2 separate regions of the Hordeum vulgare genome follow, and region 1 is linked to region 2. A link is a contact called in public Hi-C data. All regions are on one chromosome and are shown on one strand. The core of a region is the stretch at or near the end of the contact, and the rest is flanking DNA. Distances in the headings are between cores, read along the strand shown.

Region 1 (5,014 bases), core at 2,233-4,732, 260 kb after region 2:
TGCAGTGCACGCAATGATTTCATGTTGGCAATCCCTCGAGGAAGACATGTATTATGCGGAAGGATCAGCCGAGACAACCGTGGCAAGCAAACAATATCTGACGGGATGCTTCCTGAACTACCCAATATTTCCAGCGTCTCCAAATGAACAAGCCCGCGAATTTCACTAGGAAGATCTATGAAGCATGCAAGCCCGCGAATTTCACTAGGAAGATCTATGAAGAATGCCAGTGAAGCAGAAACCTTCAGATATCTTAGCTGAAACAGTTGACCGATTGCAGTGAGGTCAACTATCGTACTGCTCTTATATGAGAACATAAACGCCAGCACCCGAAGGTACTTAAATAGCGAAAGAGGAGGTGTGTACTTGCACTCTCCAAATCGTGCAAATGATCGAACTTGTGACATGCTAGTATCAATGATCCTCAATGTTGCATCATTGGTGCTTGATTTCAAGGACAACCTACGGACCTTGTACTCGCAGGAATGCATTCTTGCCACGTCTTCACAATTATATGCCACATTGATAAAATTTTCGTCCGCACACTTGCTGACGATCAGATCAAGCATTATATCATGTACTCTGCAATACTCCACCTCTCCAGACTTCGAGGTTCCAGCAGGCTGAATCAGGCTTCTATTGATAAGCTCATTAAAATAACTCTTCCCAATATCCTCCAAATCTGACCCATGAGAACAATTGATAAGGCCTTCAGCTATCCATTGTAGAATCAGATCATGCCTCCCGACCGTCTTGTCTTCTGGATACATGCCAAGATACAGGAGACATGGACGAAGATGAAGAGGAAGATGCATGTAGCTAAGGTTCAGTATACTCCTCATCTCTTCCAAGGTGGGATTTGTGGTAAGCTTGGCGCCCAAAGAATTTCTTATGCTCTCCCACTCCTCTGTTCTTGTTTGACGGCTAGCTAACATACTAGCTATAGTGATGATTGCAAGTGGCAACCCTCCACACTTCTTCAATATTTCAGCCGAAACTTCTTTTAAATGCCCTGGACAGGCATATCCGGAACCAAATACTCTATTACAGAACAACATTCTTGAGTCTTGTTCTTTGAGGGGTTCCATTCTATAAACACACTCATGGTTACTGCGACACGCCCAAATAGCCACATCCTCTACTCGTGTAGTTACTATTACTCTACTTCCATTCCCGACTTCTGGAAAGATACAACTCATGATATTCCATGTTGACTGATCCCACAAGTCATCAACAACAATAAGGTACCTGTTCAATTTTTTTGTACATATTAGATAATATGTTTAATTATGATATGATAGTAAGTTGAAGATGAAAGCACTGAAACCCAGTAATAAACACAAACAAACAATGAACTAAACAAGAATTCAAACAAGAAGATGATATTCCTTACGTTATTTAGCATGTTCACATAACTTTCTGGCATAGACTAAGTTAATTAATATGTGACGTGTTAAAACACTAATTTTTTAACTAATCTTAGAAACGTCTGAACAAAAAGACGTCATGCTTTTATTATACAATAAAATAAAGTACCAATTTATGTACTCATACAAGTACCAATTTTCTAGGATCCAACTAATCTTAGCCATCGATCAATCTCTAATATCTGATGGCCATAATTTTTGTTGTAACTCTTTAATTCAACTTCAGTTACATACTCAATAGAGAAATAAGAGCAAATTAAGCGCCACACTTCTCCCTTTCATACCCCCATCTAAAGTTTGCATATCTTCTCGGCCTGGTAGTATTACTTATCTCAAATGAAGATCATGCCATTCTTTCTTCTAGCGGCGCCTTTTTTATTCAATGGATTTTGTATTTTTACTCCCTTTGTACCTAAATAACTGTAGTTGGGGACTAGTTCTTCCCAACTACAATTATTATGGTACAGAGGAAGTACTTTCTAGTGATCTCTAATTCTACATCAATCAATTTTTCTTGGAAAAAAAATCCTCTTTCTTTCCCATCTTTGGTTCAGACAAGCCAGAGCAGGAGCCCATGACAACACGGAGGGCGTCAAGCATGGGTGGAACGGGATTCAAGACAATGAGAGTGTCAAAATTATGTGTGCCTGTCGTCCATTCAAGAAACACTCCTCTAAACGTCTATAACTACTCAAGTGCACATGTGTCAATTTAGACAAAATAGGTACCTCTTATGTGTGAGATATTCTCTAAGACGGCCAACAATGTCTTGCACCTCGTGAGCGTGAGTTAACTCCTCTTTCATCTTAAACTTCGATTGAAGACGACCAAGAAGGCTTGACATATCAGGTCTTTGAGAAACTGATAAAAATGTTTTACACCTAAATTGCCTTTTAATCATATCATATACTTGTTTGGCAAGTGTAGTTTTACCGACACCTCCAAATCCAACAATAGCCACCACCTTGAGGTTTTCCTGAGTATCTGTCAACCAACTTACAAGCTCGTTCTTTGGGCCATCAATACCTACAAGACTTGCTGCCTGCTTGTAGATCGCCAACATCCGAGTATCGACGGGAACGACACGAGCGGTAGAATTGGTACAATCGTCAATCTTGTACCTTTGCATGGGAACAAGAAAAATTGGATATTTATGGGTTTCATGTGCATAAATTGCGAATTTGCGAGCAAGGAGATCCTATATTAAAAAAAGGCAGTTGTGTACCTCATGCGTCGTTCATTTGCTTGCAAAGCAAGGACCTTGAGCTCTTCCATCCGATCAGCAATACGATGGCGCTTCCGTAGCGTCTTGAGACGTTTAGCCGTCTTCTTTATAAAGCCCATCTTCGCATCGGCACCTCCAAGGTCTCGCATGAAGTCATCGATGCAATTCTCCAAGTCGTAGGACATCTCCCTGACATGATCCCTCCAGTTCTTGGCCAAGGGATCCAGTTCATCCATGAGCTCAAGCTTCTCAAGGAGAGCTTTCATGGCGCTAAGCTCATCCTTGAGGAACGAGGCCTGCTTTCTGACGGACGTGAGCTTCTTGTACTCGTCACCCATCAGTGCGGCGAGCTTGCCGATGAGGGTGTTCATCGCCCCCATGGTGGCGCTGATGATTGGTGCAGACATCTCAATGGCGAGGCTCCTTCTGCTGTTAGCTCAACTCAATAGCCTGCTCGCGTGCTGCAAGTGAGAGTGAGTCAGTGAGTGCGTGACAGCGATTCGAAGGGAGGAGCTGCGGTGGTGCCGGAGAAGTCCAACAGGCAAGCCGGAGTGCCGGAGGTGGAATAGGTGATGGACTGGTGGTGCAGGGGGATATGAGGATGCGGTTGTCGGTCAGCCGGATATGAGGAGCCCGGGCAAATAGCAGTGTGGGGAGTCGTCGAGCCAACGACGCGTTTTGAAAATTCAGTGTGGAAAAACATGTACCCGGAGATTGCAAGGCTGTGAATCCATTATGCTGTTTCAACGAAGCTGATGCCTGGCCACTCTCAGAAAGGATCCAAGAAGACGATTCCCGGAAGCTACTCAAGGAGGAGGTTGATCTTATGGTTAATATTGCCACTTTCATTTTCCGCCTTCAATTCCCGGACAACGATAGCCGGAGAAGAATCATGCAAGGAGGTCGTCGCCCGCAATTCCAGGAAGCTTCCCTCAAAGACTCAAACAAAGGGGAGTCGTTGATCTTATAGGTTAACATCACCATTATTGTCACAGAGACAAACCGGTTGAGTGAGGTCGCCGTCACGGACGGCCAATTCCTAGCTGCTCTCGTTCTCCAATGCTTCAATGCTTCAATCAAATGGTCCATGCTCCCTGCTGTCCCATGATTGCAAGCATTTGAGTGGTTTGAACAAAGCTTTTGTGCTACTGAATACTGATGTCGTACTTCGGATTTTAGAATGGTGCATATATATATTCTACACCCTGACTGATGAATAGAGTTTATTCTACACCCTCATAGATTCTTCACCTATTCCAAAATTCATGCATATATGAAAGTTCAAGGTTTCCCTTAAGATAAATTTTTTCATGTGGTTTGTTCACAAAGGAGTCGTTTTAACTAAGGATAACTTGGCCAAGCGAAATTGGAAAGGAAATCAAAGATGCAGTTTTTGTCAGAATAAAGAAAATATTAAGCACCTCTTTTTAGATTGTCCTATGGCTAAACTTTTATGACGCTCGATACATATTGCTTTTAACATTTCTCCTCCTACTAGCATTAACATGTCATTTGGGACGTGGCTGGAGGGGGTTAATGTTGATTACACTAAACTTATTCGGGTTGGAACCTGTGCACTTTTGTGGGCTGTATGGAACTGCAGAAATGATCTAATATTTAACAGACAAAGATATGTTCACTTTTTGCAGGTCATCTTCAGGGCTACTGCCTTGATCCGCACGTGATCCTTACTCACTCCCGTGGAAGCCAGGGTATCTTCAATCGATTTGAATGGCGACATATTAATAGGATAGGTGGATAGTCATCTAGGCCTATTGTTATCATCGGCTGTGGCGCGATGGACGCCTTGTATCTCTTTATTTCTTTTTTAAGACCACTTTGTACTTGATTTAGACTGGTTTCATGTTAAATAAAAGGCTGCATGCATCACTCGATGCAGAGGCCGGGACGATGCCTTCTTTTCAAAAAAAAAAAAAAAACACTCACACATAAGGTTGGTCATATTTCAAGGATTATGTTTTATTTTCTAAGGATCGGCTGTAGGTTTGCATATGTTGTACTCCCACATTGGAAATGAAACAGCTAGCGCACCCTGATTATAATGGCTCAGAAGATAAATCAAATAAGGATGCCGAGGATGATTACTCAAACACCAATGATTAGGAATGAACATCAATATTAGAGTTCACAGACAAGAATTATTCGGATGTACAAGACGCAGCCACTACATTACAGGTTTTAACCAAGTGATTACTTGAATTCACAAGATACTATTGATATCATATTATGCATTCAGATCATGCACGAACTGTACTCAGGCAGTAAATTTTCAGTTATGCAGCAAAATATACAGCTCTGACATGATAAATTACATGGTATCATGAGCAATTAACCTGCATTG
Region 2 (5,659 bases), core at 92-2,591:
GGTGGTTGAGGTCGGCTGCGGCGGCGAGTGGTGTGGCAGCGGCCTAGGCACATGCCAGGATGGACCAGGGTCGATGCGATGCGCTCGAGCGCCGCAACGGGGGCAGTGAGCGGGGAGAGGTACGGTCGCGGAGGCGGGTGGGTTGAGATCGGCAGCGATGGCGGTTGAGGTCGGCCACGGCGGCGAGTGGTGTGGCGGCGGCCTAGCACAGGCCAGGGTGGCCCAGGGTCGACGGGAGGAGGCGATGCGTACGAGTATAATTTTTGCAGCGAATCGATTTTTCCTTTTACGTTTTAGATAAATGATGAAGCGATGGTTGAATAACAAAAATTATAGGATTTTTTTATAAAATGTCGCGGTGGGTTTTTCAACGGAAGCAATAGCCTCTTTATTATTACTAGCAAAAGGGCCCGTGCGTTGCAACGGGAGAAAAAAAATACCATATAATTTTAATATTTTTATAATCATTTTGATTTATTAAAATAATAAGCTAACTAACTAATGTAGTCAGTCCTATCCTATTTTGTTGAGAAATTAACCCGTCCATTGTTAATTCCACCATGATGAGAAATTGAGCGGGACAAGCAAAACAAAACAAAGAGGCTACGTGAATTGATCAATGGACTGTTATCTTATTTCACCCATGGGGGAGAGAATGTGGGATCAGATCACAAACTGAAGGTGGTGTGCCATTCTGTGTCTCTACAACAATACAATCTTACATTCAATACATTCATTCATCAGCAAACAAATCCCCACAAAACAATTTTTTTTGTCGGTGCTTAGCACACGGTTGGAGGCATGGGAAGGGATCTCACCAGATGACGAGTTCCTGCCGGAGGAGGGGATACGATGAGGGGAGCAAGGGTTAGGCGCCTCTATCTGACCATAAGGAGTCGCCGTTGCCGCGCCAAAACCTCGGAGTTCCCCGTGTGAGCCATGGAGGCCCGCCTCCACCAGCAAGTACTTCACTCCGCCGCGCCTTATTCGCGCGCCGGCACCGTTCTGCATCCAGCAGACGCATCATCCCCAGTCACTGTAGCTGTCGTGTTGATTTGATCCAGAAGCTGTGCTCGAGCGCCGAAACGGGGGCAGGAAGCGGGTAGAGGTACGGCCGCGGAGGCGGATGGGTTGAGATCGACAACAGTGATGGTTAAGGTCGGCCGCGGCGGCGAGTGGTGTGGCAGCGGCCTCTTTATTATTATTATTATTATTATATATAATCTATACCTATGTTATATTATATATATATATATTAGGTATAGATTAAAAAAAAATCAGACGGAGCCGTCACGGCACGGGATTCCTTCTCCCACCAGGCCCGTCACGAGCCGCCATAAATACCCGCCCTTTCCTTGCCTCCAATCCTCACCGCCGCTCAAGTCGCTCAAGAACGAAGCGAACAAATCCCCAACCGATCTCGTCTCCGATCAACTCGAGGCTCGTCGGATCCTCCTCCCACACCGCCTCAAGGTATGGCGCCTCCTTCCTCCAGCTGACGTATCGTCTAGATCTAGATTTTTGAGGTGCTTCGTGGTAGTGGGAGGTGTGGTGCCGTCGAATTTGACCCGTTCCTGCCCCGGCCTGGTGTTATGAACGTAGTTTACTTGTCCGATCTATTCGCGCACAGCTCCTTCGTAGGGATTTCGCGTGTGGACCTCGCGATCTCTTTCCTGTTATGTTTTTTTATTGATGATGAAGGGATAGATCTGTTCTTCTTCGGGTTGAATTCCTACTGGCTTATGGTCTCAGATCTTAACCTATGGTCTAAGATTTTGTTAACCTATGCATGTTTCATCTACTAGTTCGTCCGTTTCTTCTTAATAGATTTCCCTCTGAATTCTGGAATTAGATGTTAACCTATGCATGTTTGCTATAGTTCATCCGTTTCTTCTAGAATTCAACAGTAGCCTGCAGTAATTCAATAGTACTTGTACCGAGAAAATTAGCTTTGGTACCGAGAGCTAATTTTCTTAGATGGTAACCTTGAGAATTGAGATAGATGATATCAGTAGACTTTTTGTTGAACCTGTCTTCTATCAGTAGCTCTTTGATGAGAATATGTATTATGCTCTCGGTTGTTTTGTTTCTTCTCTATGGCGTTATGAATATGGCTGCACTAGAATTTATCATGTTACTTTGCTTGGTCTGCTTCTTGAGGCTTACCATCGTCTTCTGGATTCTTCTCTGCAGATGCAGATCTTTGTGAAGACATTGACTGGAAAGACCATCACCCTTGAGGTGGAGTCGTCTGACACAATCGACAATGTCAAGTCCAAGATCCAGGACAAGGAGGGCATCCCTCCGGACCAGCAGCGTCTCATCTTTGCTGGCAAGCAGCTCGAGGATGGCAGGACCCTTGCTGACTACAACATCCAGAAGGAGTCCACCCTTCACCTTGTCCTCCGCCTTCGTGGAGGCATGCAGATCTTCGTCAAGACGTTGACTGGCAAGACCATCACCCTGGAGGTGGAATCATCCGACACCATCGACAACGTTAAGGCCAAGATCCAGGACAAGGAAGGCATTCCCCCGGACCAGCAGCGCCTCATCTTTGCCGGCAAGCAGCTTGAGGATGGCAGGACCCTTGCTGACTACAACATCCAGAAGGAGTCCACCCTTCACCTTGTCCTCCGCCTTCGAGGAGGCATGCAGATCTTCGTCAAGACCCTCACTGGCAAGACCATCACACTTGAGGTGGAATCATCCGACACCATCGACAACGTCAAGGCCAAGATCCAGGACAAGGAGGGCATTCCCCCGGACCAGCAGCGTCTCATCTTTGCTGGCAAGCAGCTGGAGGATGGTCGCACTCTTGCTGACTACAACATCCAGAAGGAGTCTACCCTCCACCTTGTCCTCCGCCTCCGTGGTGGTATGCAGATCTTTGTGAAGACCCTGACCGGGAAGACCATCACTTTGGAGGTTGAGAGTTCTGACACCATTGACAATGTCAAGGCGAAGATCCAGGACAAGGAGGGGATCCCCCCTGACCAGCAGCGGCTGATCTTTGCTGGCAAGCAGTTGGAGGATGGCCGCACCCTTGCCGACTACAACATCCAGAAGGAGTCCACCCTCCACCTGGTGCTCCGCCTCCGTGGTGGTCAGTAATTACACTGACGGTCCTGCTGCTATTAGTCGTATGTCTTGTTAGTGTTAAGTCTACTGTATCTGGTTTGATGGACCATCGAGTCCCCATGATGTTTGTTGGTTTCGTGGAAACAGTTGATGGTATGGTTTGGTATGAATAAGTGAATTTGAACCAATATGCTTGTTCATTTTACTGTTGACTCGTGCGTTGCCACGGAAGATAAAAACATAATCTTCAATGATGGTGATCACATTATGTTCATATATCATTGCTTGATTTTAAAATTTTATGCACAAATGCAAGAAAACGTTTATTCTTTTAAATTTATTCACAAGTTGAAGCAATTTTTACATTTTCAAAAAATATATATCATGGTTGTTAAAATCTTGGTAACTCAAAGATTTATTTTGAATTTTTTTTTTTTTTAAAACATACAATAATAATTTGATTCATCCAACAGTTAATTCTTCAAAAAGACTTAGAAGTATTAATGTTTAACTACATACATTAGATCTTTCGTGAATAATTTTAAAAATATGGAAACAATTTTAAATCGAAAACATTTTTTACAATTTACAAACATTTACTAAAAATCATGAATATTTTTTATATTTCGACGGGTTTAAATATTTTCTTTTGAATTGACGACCAGTTCAAGAAAAGACGAACATAATTTTTTATGTTGGAGGATTTTATTTTAAATTCACAAACATTTTTTGGAACGCATGAAGTTTTTCTGAATAAACAAACATTTTTATAAATCAGTAATATATTTATTAAATTCATGGACATTGTTTTGGAATTTGCAAAAAAAATATAAAAATCCGGTGCTTTTTTTAAATTCACAAACATTTTATGTTTTCGTCAGCATTTAATTCAAAATTCCTCTTTTTTAATATGCAAAAGTTTTTGTAATTCAATTATTTAAATTAGAAATAAACAAAAATGGAACAGAAAAATTTAAATAAAAAAAGAAACTATCAAAACAGGCATTAGCTATTTTTAAACTTTTAGGACATTTTTTAAATGCATTAACATATTTTGAATTAAAAGCATTTTGTTAAATGCCTTTAATAATTTTTAATACATGGAATTGTATTTGAAATCATGGACTTTTCTTATTGTCCAAACATTTTATTGTATATGCGATAAGTTTTTACAAAATTCCGAGTAGTTTTTGAAGTCACAAACATTTTATTTTTTAAAATATGTTGATTTATAATTTTCAGTTTATTAAAATTTTAAAGATTATTTGAAGTTCTAAATTATTTAAAAAAATAGAACGGAACTGAAAATAAATAAATAAACGGAACTAAAAGCAGGCGCCTGTGCATGGGCCGGCCCATACGGCGTGCTAGATATTCTCCCAGCATGCAGAGCGTAATATATGAGGTTTTTATATGGGCCGGCCCAGTCCAAAATTGTTTTGCTTTCTGAAACGTTTTCTATTACTTACCGGTGACATGGTGGGTAATAAATGTAAATTTTAAGGGTAATCTTCATGACGGACGACCAGAAACCGAATCTGCTTTATTATTAAAAAGAGATTTGATATCTCCTGGTTGAATGTTTTCCTTCCGGTTTTTATCTAACAAAACTAGCAGTGATCCAGTTTTTAGCTAGCAAAACTATAGCAGTGATCTTACCGCAGTGACTTTCTGCGATTGCATTTTCTGGGCTGTATCCCAATGTTGTAAAATTAGATTTTGTATCCCAATGTTGAAATTAGATTTTTATGGTAAGTCTATTCATATTTCTTCGTTCTTGGATGCTGCCGTGTTCACTTTTTTTCCCTTCTGCTTGCTTAGAGCAACTCTAACAGAGTTACTAATTTCGTCCGCCGCCGTCCATTTGGATCCGTGCGGATAAAAAAGTTGACCCAATGTGTCGATCCAAGCGGACATGTGTACGCTTTTCATCCGCGTGCAGACTTATTCACGACCAATTTTGAGCCTCATTTGGGTCGGTATGGACACAAAGCGGACGCGGACAACGCACACGTACTCCTTCTAGCCCGTTAGTCGGTGGCACATTGGTCGTTCTCCACCCCTACCGACAGCTAGCCCTTGCCTCGCCCCACCCCGTCGTCGTCGCCGCCCAGTTTTGGTGTCGGCCGCATCGTCACGCCTACGCACGCCGCCAACCGCATCGCTGCCGGGCCACCACAGCTTCCTTGTCAGCTTCCTTGTCCACGCCTGTAAGTTGTTCGACAGTTTGCCTCAATGTATAAATGGACTGCGCCGACGAGTTCTTTTTCCATAATATTCTGTGCAACTCCAACGATTCCTCATCCGACGATGAGGAGATACTGCTTGTCGTGTTGGTCCATGACCACCTTAATAGGCAGCGGCGTTGTTCCGGGGCTCGATTCCAGGGCATGTTCCGGCATTGAATCACAACCGAGAGAGCGGTCATTTCCTTCTATGGAAGGACTACTTTAACACAATCAATCCGTTGTTCAAACATTAGAAATTTCGACGGCGTTTCCGAATGGCTAGGCATGTTTTCAACCGGATTCGAGAGGGGATGGTCGGATACAATTACTACTTCGCGTGCAAAGAGGATGCC

The links. Hi-C and Micro-C count contacts between places; a contact is called where the count stands out from the background.
Region 1: a Hi-C map of leaf shows a contact between it and region 2, with 6 times the contacts expected there. The contact joins the enhancer-like site here to the promoter of LOC123404241 in region 2. A contact is called at or near these places in 3 of 6 Hi-C or Micro-C datasets (leaf and seedling).

What each region holds. Positions count from the first base shown.
Region 1 is chr6H:65,569,694-65,574,707 of MorexV3_pseudomolecules_assembly, forward strand. It overlaps the pseudogene LOC123404293. Among protein-coding and RNA genes, the nearest start is that of LOC123401276, 14 kb to the left of the region's middle. Within about 2 kb of position 3,483, at least 1 of the 3 cell types and tissues checked has open chromatin away from gene starts, as enhancers often do. A contact at or near this core is called in leaf, where this site is marked.
Region 2 is chr6H:65,311,134-65,316,792 of MorexV3_pseudomolecules_assembly, forward strand. LOC123404241 (polyubiquitin-like) reads left to right here and starts at 1,342. Exons shown (of 2, transcript XM_045098154.1): 1 at 1,342-1,473; 2 at 2,194-3,266. The coding sequence starts at 2,194. The coding sequence ends at 3,111.